Regions from separate parts of the Rattus norvegicus genome. Here region 1 is linked to region 2. The links are chromatin contacts, called in public Hi-C maps. All regions are on one chromosome and are shown on one strand. The core of a region is the stretch at or near the end of the contact, and the rest is flanking DNA. Distances in the headings are between cores, read along the strand shown. Region 1 holds the start of D430041D05Rikl (RIKEN cDNA D430041D05 gene like). Region 2 overlaps D430041D05Rikl (RIKEN cDNA D430041D05 gene like).

Region 1 (5,096 bases), core at 2,179-4,678, 81 kb after region 2:
GCACCCAGACTGGCAAAACAAATATGCAGGCAATTCCTGCCATTTTTGTGAGAGCAGTGGCAGTCTGTGAACAGCACCGTGTCAAGCCCTGTTTTATACTTTGCCGCAGTCACCTAATGAGTGCACCCACCCAGTAACGGTAGAGCTTTTATTACCGGTTTCACATGGGAGAGAGAAACGAGGGTCACTGAGGCCAAGGTCACATTGAGCAGAGGCCCGCAATGGGATGAACGCTGTGCCTGCACACGGCCGACACATTAAACGTTTGCAGACGTGAACTGATTGGGAGGTAGTTAGGAGAGGTAGGATGATAGATTTGCACTCTACATTGTTGCCTGGAACCCAGATGGCAGAAGAGAATGAATTGCCCTTCAGAAACTTCTTTCCTAGAGCAGAAGTGACAGAAGCCTGTGAGCAGGGCTTCCAAGGGACAGAATCAGGAGAGCGTGCCTTCAAGAGAGCACTAAGGGTGACCGCAGACTTCCCTCTATATGGGATTCAGGCAAAGGGACAAGGAGTGTGGTGGCGGAACCAGCTTAGAACACACTGCAAGGGCCCTGCAACCAAGGTGCTAGGAATTCGTGCAGTATTTTCTAGAAACAAACCCATTTCTGTCCATTTTCCCAGCGAGGGCAGATGTTTGATTTAGCCTTGTTAAAAGCGAGGAGCATATTCATGCAAATGACAGGCTTAGAGGCCGCCAGGACTTCAAGCAGAATGTGCCAGGTCACTGGTTCTGCCTCTCAGATAACTCTGCATCAGACACACGCTGCAGACAACAGCACAGAGCTGCAGCTGCTCATCAGAGCAAGCTCCAGACAAGGTGGCTGGTGGAAAGTCTAATGTCCCCAGAAAGAGTGCCCCCGCCCTCCCATTTCCCTCCTGACAGTGCTTTCTCCCACCAACTTCTCCAGATGTCCTGTATGAGACCCAGAACATATGAAAGAAGTGGTAAGGTCAGACTGGATGCCCAGTGTTCACTCTGCCATCAATAAGCCAGTCATGAGAATGGAATCTGCTGTAAAGCCACAGGATGCTGCAAAGCTCAGAGGCAGACAGTGGAGCCACAGGTGGTCTTGCCCATGGAAAATTGAGCATCAAGGGTAACAGTAGAGAAGGTACCCCAAAAGCACAGTGAAACCAACTCTAACGAGAAGGGAAGAAATAAAGGGCCTCAGAGAACAACTACCTCAATGGCATTCACTTTCATTCTGATTGTCTATCCAGGCTTAGGTTGGAGGGGTGTCCCAGACTAAGACCAAAAGATGAAGGTGACAAGTCCCCTAGGGAAGGTTCTAGCTGACTGGACGATGAGCCAAGCAAAGAATCCGAGACTGAGAAGGAGCCAAATACAGAGGCTGGAAGGGAGATCAGAAATCCCCAACCCCGTCAAAGAAAATGGGCTGACGGGGGGCTGAATGGGGCAATACAGGGAGGCTAAATTTCACACGTCACAGATGGCTGAACAGTTTTCAGACTCTGCACTCAAAGGAGCAGCATCCAAGAGGGGAGAGCTCTCAAATGGTTTACAGAACTATCAAGAATTGGACGCATATTAACCAAAACCTCTGTGATTCTGAGCCAGTGGTTACCAAGGGACTTCCTTATGACTTCCCTCTCAGCATTGTGCCACATACATAAAGCAGGGGATTGGAGTCCCTAGGAGGTCATTTACTGAACTTTGGAACTACTAGGAAGAATCACAACAGAAATTCCATAACACCCAGACCACTCTTGTCAGCGACTGTTAAGTGAATCAAAGGAAAATTAAACAGTTATACAGATATAGCCAACCAGAACACTCAACTCAAAACTGGTATGAGCTCCTTCAACACTGGGACCTTCAATCTGATAGGGAGAGAGGGCACACCTGGGCACGTAGGGGTGCGGGTGAGGGGCGGTTCTCCTTGGTTCTCACTCAAAGCTGCAACACTACAGAAAGCGGTTACCTAAAATGTGTTTGATAAGCTGAATGTATCTAAAGCCTAGAATTCCACCACAAACACAGAAGCTTGCCCTTTACGGGAGTCATAGCAATGATTCTTATTTCAAAGACCATGGCTGACCGCGCAGTGTAGGTTTCAAAGCACTTCGGTAAAATAATTCCGCCCAAATAGTTACAGCAGATCCACTAAATTGTCCGCGGAATTACAGGACTCTGTTTCTGAAGGGTCGTTGGTAATCTGAGCACCAAGTGCGACTGTTCTTCAACAAGCCTCTTGCAAAGAATAGGTGAACACTTGATCAATACCTGAACCTTTTGCAAAATGCAATCAGTTATTTTAAGTACCTCATTCCCAAAAGGAAAGAGGGGGGCTGTTGTGAGCAAAGGGGGAAACGCTATTTCGACACGGAAATTGCTTCAAACTCTCAGGTCATTCCTTGCAGTTAAGACAAAGTGAGTACAAGCAACGGGAAGCCCAAAAGATCCCAACACGTCCCACTAGGTCCCTTTTATGCTATCCTAACTACGCCGTGTCTAGCTAAATGAAGCGTGGTCGTGGGACCACCAGGAAGCATTTACAACTTGTCCAGGGGAAAAAAAAAGGATAAGAACATGCCTCTTTCTTCACCGCCCACGATGCCTTCCCAGAGACAGATTTCTGACAGTTCGCCGGCTGTTGCAACTACTAAGGGCAGAGAAAAGCCCAGCGGTGCTGTAGAGCCCACCACCCACCACCCACCACCACACGGTTAAGCTGCTCCAGACCCCGCCGCGGGCGCAGAACCGCTGCCAAGCGCTTACCCGAGTCGGCCCGGCAGTTCCCGGAGAGGGCAGCCAGCAGCAAGAGTCCCAGCAGCAGCGGCCGCAGCGGCAGCACATCCTCGGAGCCGCGGGCCCCGGAGCTCTTCACGCCCTGGCAGCGCGCGGCGATCCCGCCCGCCCCGCAGAGCCCTGGCTCCCGGGGCCGATCCCTGGGCTCCCGCGCCGCCGGCCCAGCTTTGCTCGGGCCCTGGGGCTTCGCCTCCTGCAGAGCCATAGGGACTGTTCATACATCCAGGCCGCTGCCTCTTTCCACGCCGCGCCCGGGAGCCCAGCCCTCCGCGCACCGTTCCTCACCGGGCATCTCGGGCCATGGCCCGGGAGTCGGAGGGAGGCAGGAGGTGCGAGCTGCTCGCTCGTCCTGCCTCGGTCGGAGGCGGGCTCAACGGAGCCGGGGTTTCAGGCGCGCGGGTACCGGGGTTGCATGGGGGTTCCCACGGTATGGCGAGGGTGGGACGGGCGGCGCCCTGGTCCCCTCCCCGGGGCCGGATGCTGCACCTCGAGCGCGAGGCTACGAGACGTGGGGACCCGCGGACCTGGCTCGTGCAGCGTGCCGCCCGCCGCCGCCCCTGCGCCCGGGTCTCTGTCCCTGTCGGTTCACTGGATCGCTGGACTCCGGCTCCAGCCGCGAATGCTACTGCAGCTCAGAGCGGCGCCTCATTGACAAAGAAAGCACGTAGCACCGGAGCGGGCTAGGGAGGCGAGGCAGGCGCGCGCGCGCGCATCCCCGCGCGAAACCACCGCGCGCCCCACACTCCCGCGCGCAGGCCTGAACCCTGCCCTGCGCCAGCGAGGTCCTCGTTGAGGGAAACTTCCCTCCGCCCAGGGTCCCCAGATCTCGGAAAGGAAAGGTCGGGGAAATAGTCTTCTGACCACAGAAGGGACTAGACAATATCAGGGTCAATGTGCTGAGGAAGCTAGGTCTGCATCTTGGAAAGGCCCTCTGAGGATGAGCGCAGAGCCTTGTGCAGATTGTTCACTACTACTCAGGGACTGGCAGACTCCTGCCGGCCAGATCTACCCCCAAAGAATGCATGCTGCGTGGCCTGCTTGCAATGAAACGCTGGAGTAAATAAAACACATTGTAAACAGTTGTTACAGCCGTACTATGAGAAAGGCAGTGCACTGAGCTTTGGGACAACTACAGGTATTTCCAAAAAGTCTTGCCCAAATAGGAGAGCCGACTCTTCAGTCCATCCGTAGTGGAATGAAAGGACAGAGTCAGCTAAATTGCCCTTCTGCTCTTACCCTTGTTCTGCATCTGTACCCTTGAGCACGCTACCTAGTTCGTAGGTGCTTCGAACTCCCTTCAGTCAGTAAGTTATTTGCCCAGCATCCAGCATCCATGGCTTGCCAGCTACCATGTCAGGCAGTAGGCATATACGCAGTGAGGTAAATAAACTGACTACCAGACAATGCAAAAAGAAAGTCTCAGAGAAACCGTAAGGTAAAATGCTGGAAAGTGGGGATGGAGGTATTGCAGCAGCAGTAAACAGGATGAAAAGAGGCTTCGCTGAGAAGGTGACATTCGGGAGAGGACCAAAAGGAGGTCAAGGGACAAGGCAGGCTGGAGGAACAATCTAAAGAGATCCATAAGGGTGAAACCCTGGGGCTGGGCTGGACTGACTGGTGTGTTCCAGGCCCAGCAAACTGGAGGATGTTGAGAAATGGAATATAGCCCTCCCACTCTCTTCTCTCTCTTCTCTCTCTCTCTCTCTCTCTCTCTCTCTCTCTCTCTCTCTCTCTCTCACACACACACACACACACACAGAGAGAGAGAGAGAGAGAGACAGACAGACAGACAGACAGACAGACAGACAGACAGAGACGGAGAGACAGACCTTGGTTCTGGAGAAGAGTTTACTCTCCCTCACCTGTGTCCCCAGGATAGCAGTAAGACCACGTTTTGCAGAAAATACATTTTACACACTAACTTCAGAGAGCAGGTATGTCCTATCATGCATTTTGGATTTGTTGAAATGCAGTAGTGCGGGTTCTTAAAATCAGAAATGCTCAAAAATATGAAAAACTTTTCTGCATATCAGCACCAAAAAAAAAAAAAAAAAAAAAAAGTCCCAGGGCTGGTAGGATGGTCCATGGAGCAAAGCCACCTGCCACCAAGCCTGACTGATAACCTAAGTTTGATCCCTGGGACCCACCTACATGTAAGAGAAAAACAACTCCTGAGAGTTGTCCCTTGATCTTTATCTCCACATACTGAATGAATGAGGTAATAATTACGACTTGGGGACATGAGCACTAAATGACTTCAAATTTTCAGATCAGACATACTCAACCAATGAAGTATACACAAATACCCCAGATCCAGACA
Region 2 (5,236 bases), core at 2,222-4,721:
AAACGTGGCTGTCTGGGAAAGACTGCAGACACACACAGGGAATGAATGGCAGTGCTGCAAGCGATGCCCAACACTGGAGAGCCCAACCCGTGAGTTTCAAGGCGTTGTTTGTTGTGTTCTGTGTTTTACTACAAGGTTTCCCATCCTCCAGTTCACCGGCACCCCAGGATGGGATGAGACAAGCCAACCGGACTTCCAGGCTGCCTCTCGTCTCTGCAGAAGCCACCATTACACTTTCCCTCCATTCCGGCTAGCAAGATGGCTCAGTGGTTAAAACACTTCCATGAGAGGCAGAGGACCTTTGTAAAAGCCGGGTAAGGCTGTCTGCTCCTGTAACCCCAGCACTCCTCCAGCAAGAAGGCAGGCAGTGGGAAGCCCACAGCCAGCTTGCCTGGAGCATGCAGCAGTACATGACAGAAAGCCTGCCTCACGTAAATGGAAGGTGAGAGTAAGCACAGGACTGCTGTGGCCTGTGTGCGTTTGCATACACATCTATACGTTACACATCTATACGCTAATCTCATTCGAGATGATCTAGAAACCAGAGCCGGTTCTGTCACTGCCCAGACAGCGAAAGCAATGAAGACAAAACGTGTGGGCTACACCACTTGGTAGATCCAATGTTGGAGACTCTGTTGTGTATCCAGGAAACACTACTGGAGCGTCAGGCAGGGCTCCTCACTGCTGCCCTCCCCTCTTCTCCAGGTACTGCCTCTACAAATGCCAAACTAATCCACTAACCTGTTGTAACTGAGGTTGGCCTAGCAGGGCACACACCACTCCTATTCCTTCTTTGACACTGAAGCTTTGCCTCTGATGCTCAGTCACTCTCTTGTGCTTGTCCACAGAAACATTTGAGCTGTCTCATTAGTAAGAGTCACAACACACTTGATTATAAAACAAAAGACACTGGCATCTCGATAAATTTGAGGCTGCCCACCCCTTACTTCTTCCTCTAATGGCCTAGACTTCCTGGATTTATCACCTAGTACTCTTGTATGAATTGATTGTCAGGAGTCAGCCAATCAAGTTATCGATAAAAAAAACAATAGAAGAAGAAGAAATAGCTAATCATTTTTCAATGAATATGTGTACAGTAGTATACTGAGTTCCTAGTTGCCTCATATTGATTATGAAGTTGTGATCTATCCATGCATTGACGTCTGCCAAGCTCCCATTATGTGTGACATCAAGGAGCCAGCTGCTGAAGAGTCCATGCGGGATCAGGCCAAGCGCCTGCCCATTAGGAGATCTCTATAGGAGATGAGACTCTGAGCGATTGGAAAACTCTGTAAGAAATGTGATACCTGAGTCATTCATGAGGGATAGAAGCAAACAGCAGGACTTCCTCACTAGGTTTTGCTGCCAGAGAACTCTTCCCATGTGAAGTGACCGAGGGAAGAAGACAGGTGAGAGCTGAAGGGGAGGAGGAGAAAGCTGTCTCAAACGAGACCATGTGGGATAGAGGTCCATGGCCCAGAAGCACATAGAGCCACATTGGCTGTTTGAGATTTGCGAGAAGTTTCATAGAGCTCAATCAAAGCTGTGGGAGCAGAGCGCAGAGCAAAGTCTGGATTAAGAAGGCTGGGCTGAAACTTGACAGCATCATAGAAATCCCATGTAGCAGAATTCATTGAGCTCGCCACATTAGGGGGAATTATGAGGACCCAAAGAAACTCAAAAGCCTTGGTGAGAAGTTCAGGCTTTGCCATAAAGCTGTCAGAAGTCATCAGAAAGTTGAGGCAGGAAGATGATCTACTCAGATGTGTATCTGGAAAAAGAACGCAGTGCAGTGTAGAAAACAATGTTAAAGAAAAACAACAGGGACAGGGACTGGGGATGCTAACATATGTCATGAGGTGAATGGCACTCAGAGAAATGGTGCAGGTGCACACAGAGGGGGGATGTGTGGGAAGAGGGAGAAGGAGAGAAAGGCACACACAGGGACAAACAGAGAAAGAGAGCGCTCGGCCGGCATTCATGCTATGATTTATCACTAACAAGGATGTGAAGGGAGACAGAATCTAACTTGTTTTTTGTATATTTGAGGCGCATCGTGATACCTGACACACAGTGGACAATAAATGCTTGTTGGTTGGTTGAATGAATGAAGGAATGGCTGTGAGTCAGAGTAGTGAAGAGTACAGTCCATGGAGTCTAGATGTCTCTGTCCTTTCTATTGATTCAGCCCCTTCCCACATAGCACTAGCACAAAGCTCCAGAAATACAGCCCATGGAGAGAAAATGGTTCTAACATTTCCCTGGAGCAAACTGGAGACTTTTCAAAAATTCCTACTTATCACAATGGGCAGGGACTAGGGAGGTGGCTTCCCTAACATGCAGAGGCCTTGGGTTCAATCCCCAGCACCAAATAAACCAAGCCTAGTGGGTTTGACTGCAATCCCACTCAGGAGAAGTTCAAAGTCCTCTGCAACACACTACCCTGTTTCAAAACAACAACTGGTAGAGTTGACATGATCCTATCAGCAGCTACTGAGCTACTAAATAAGAAGAATAAAGTAATTGTTTAAAGAGAAAAGACACTGTTTGGGCCAGATTCGAGAGACAGTAATATAAGCTAACATGAGACAATCTTCTTTGCCATACTTACCCAGCCAGAAAAAGGGTCAAGTTCTCTGTGGTCTATGATTATCAACCAGAAAAATAATCCTTGATTTAAACTAAGTCAATCCTCTGTGGTAGCCCTTAGCTTAGCCTAAAGACAGATGCTTGTCACTTCTCTTCCTGGTCAACTTAGACACATGGTGTGGACTTGGTTGTTCCTTTTCAGTAGTGCTGGCATTTTTATTATGTATGATTCTGGGTGGTTTGGTGGTAGCCATCACTAATATTTTTGAGCATACCATCCACTTCTTTTTCTGCAAATTTCTTGCCCTGGCTAAAACAAAACAAATGAAGTTTAACTATAAAGGGGAGAATGGCTAAGAGCGAAACCATGAGTCAACGGCAAGGGTGAGTGTGGTTCCGGGGACTGGGTGTGAAAAGGGAAGGCAATGGCATTTCATGACGCTCATGTGCCAAGTGGTTTTTATATATGGTACCTCACATAGTCCTTAGAATAGCCCGAAGAGGGAGGTACTGCATTTAGATAAACGTAAGGCATCATTCAAAAGAAAAAGATGTGTTAATTAGACCATGATGAACATTTGGCTTTCGGAGATGTTAAAAAAATGCTTAAAGAACGTGGGTCTGAGAATCAAGCAAATGTAACATTGACTTTCATTATATGTGAAAGAAAACTGCAAAACGAAGAAGGACCTTGCCGGAGGTCAGTACAGGAAGGGACTGGGAATGGTGTTTGAGCTTCAGGGTCAACTTGACTGTACGTAGAATCACACCTCTAGCTATGTCCAGAGAGGTTGAACTGAGGAAGGCCAGCAGCTAGATCCACACTGTCAGCATCATCCCATGGGCTGGGGTCTCAGACTGACAAGAGAGGAAAAGAGAGAGCAAGAGAGCAGGGTGCCTGCTCGCATCTCTCTCTGCTTCCTGACTGCGGATGCAGTGTGCTTAGATGCCTCACGCTCTGTGGCACCCAGAGCTGCGTTCATCCCCATGCCTTCCTTCCACTCAAGCCATGAGCCAACTTCCTTCCTTGAGTGGCTTCCTCCAAGTATTTTGTTACAGGGATGAGGAACGCCACAAGTACACTGGTCTAATACTCGGAGAGCTCAATTCTCTAACCACCGAAGGCACTGTCTGCCCAGCGCTGTCTCCTGGCGAATAGAGTGAAAATATGCACAGCATGATGATAAAGACAGACATAGGTTGGTCATAATAATTATTTGAGAAAAAAAACAACTCTTTTCTCAGGAAATTGAAAGCTCGCCCCAGTACAAAACTGATGTTGCACAGGGATATATACAGAAGATTTTACTGAGACTTCCAAGGAGCAGTTAGGAGGCCAATGTATGAACATACACTGGCGAAGACCACTTTCCCTGACAAAGATCATGTAGCCAGGAAAGTCACCTTACAGTCCAATCTAACCCATGGAGGAAAGCAAGTGTCCAAAGAAGTATGTAATATGACATAAACCGCCTTTCCTACATATTACTGACGGCTATCCAAATACCCTGCTGATTGGTAAACTGTCTACACAGCCTTCTGATTTTTAACTAGGAACTGGCAGCATGCTAAATGATCCAGGCATTCTCTGGAATTAAGCACACACCATTCAGTCTTTAGAAAAATCTCCATGGTTTTGGATCCAGCTTGGTAGAGGCTAAGTCATCATGAACCAGTAAGAGGGAATCCGGTTTTCTTCAGCCTTTTAGACTGACAGCTAAGTAAAGTCTTAGCTCGGCCTAGGCTCTAAAGCCAGCTGGAGGACTCTCTAGCTGGGTGACCCTAGACAAGTGAATTTTCTACATGCTTCAGTAGAAACATGTCTGCAAAATGAGAGGTTTAGTGATATCTACCTCCAAGGGCTGTTATGAATTACAGAGTTCACACAAAAGACAGCACATCTGGCATACGGTGCATGCCCTATAAATAAATGTTGGTGGATTTTACTATTTGGGTAGATTATCCTTACCATGTAATTCATTTAACAGCAGTGACACTCAGGCCCTTTGGGAACAGAGGCTGCACAGGTGTAAGCCATTTGGCTGTTCAGGCATGAGGTAGGATTAAACGTCCAGAGCATACCTACAAATTCAGTGCTCCCAGATGCCTGCGTGCCACAGTGGGCAGGCTGGTGCGGAGGGAGGGGCCAAGCTTCAGAGCCAAATAATTTAATTGCTCAAGTTCCAGATTATCACTCACCTGCCTCAGTGCTTCGAACGTTTGGGTGAAGCTCTTTGTAGTCATGTATAAGTGGCGGTGTGTATAAGTGTGCTGTGCTGAGCATGTGTGGAAAGAGCTGGGCCTACCATAGATCCTTGTTACATAATAGACATTGTTATGCTGGCCTAACCATTTCTTTGAATACCGACTTTCCTTTTATTGAAAAGGTGACCTATACTTTTGCATGAAAAGCCTGCATTTCTAATGGAAACATGAGGTAGAACTGATTATCCTCTAGAAATAGAGAATTGTGTATATAAACCGATCCTCCACATGAGCTTAATGCTTTCCTTCTTATATTTAAGTATGAAATTTCACTGCAGAAAAATTAATAATAGAGATAAAAAAATGAAGAAATCAGTGTCCAATAACGCTTCTGTGCCAAGACAACTATATGTGACATCCTGGCGTCTACTCCTCCTAGAGT

What was found. A called contact is a pair of places that touch in the nucleus more often than the background predicts.
Region 1: a Hi-C map of frontal cortex shows a contact between it and region 2, with 2.6 times the contacts expected there. The contact joins the promoter of D430041D05Rikl here to the enhancer-like site in region 2. A contact is called at or near these places in 3 of 12 Hi-C or Micro-C datasets (frontal cortex, kidney and prefrontal cortex).

Annotation. Positions count from the first base shown.
Region 1 is chr3:111,233,795-111,238,890 of GRCr8, forward strand. D430041D05Rikl (RIKEN cDNA D430041D05 gene like) reads right to left here and starts at 3,429. Exons shown (of 21, transcript NM_001419547.1): 1 at 2,747-3,429. The coding sequence starts at 2,981.
Region 2 is chr3:111,152,695-111,157,930 of GRCr8, forward strand. The region is part of intron 1 of D430041D05Rikl (RIKEN cDNA D430041D05 gene like); the gene reads right to left. Among named protein-coding and RNA genes, the nearest start is that of D430041D05Rikl, 82 kb to the right of the region's middle. Within about 2 kb of position 3,472, at least 1 of the 93 cell types and tissues checked has an H3K27ac peak or open chromatin away from gene starts, as enhancers often do.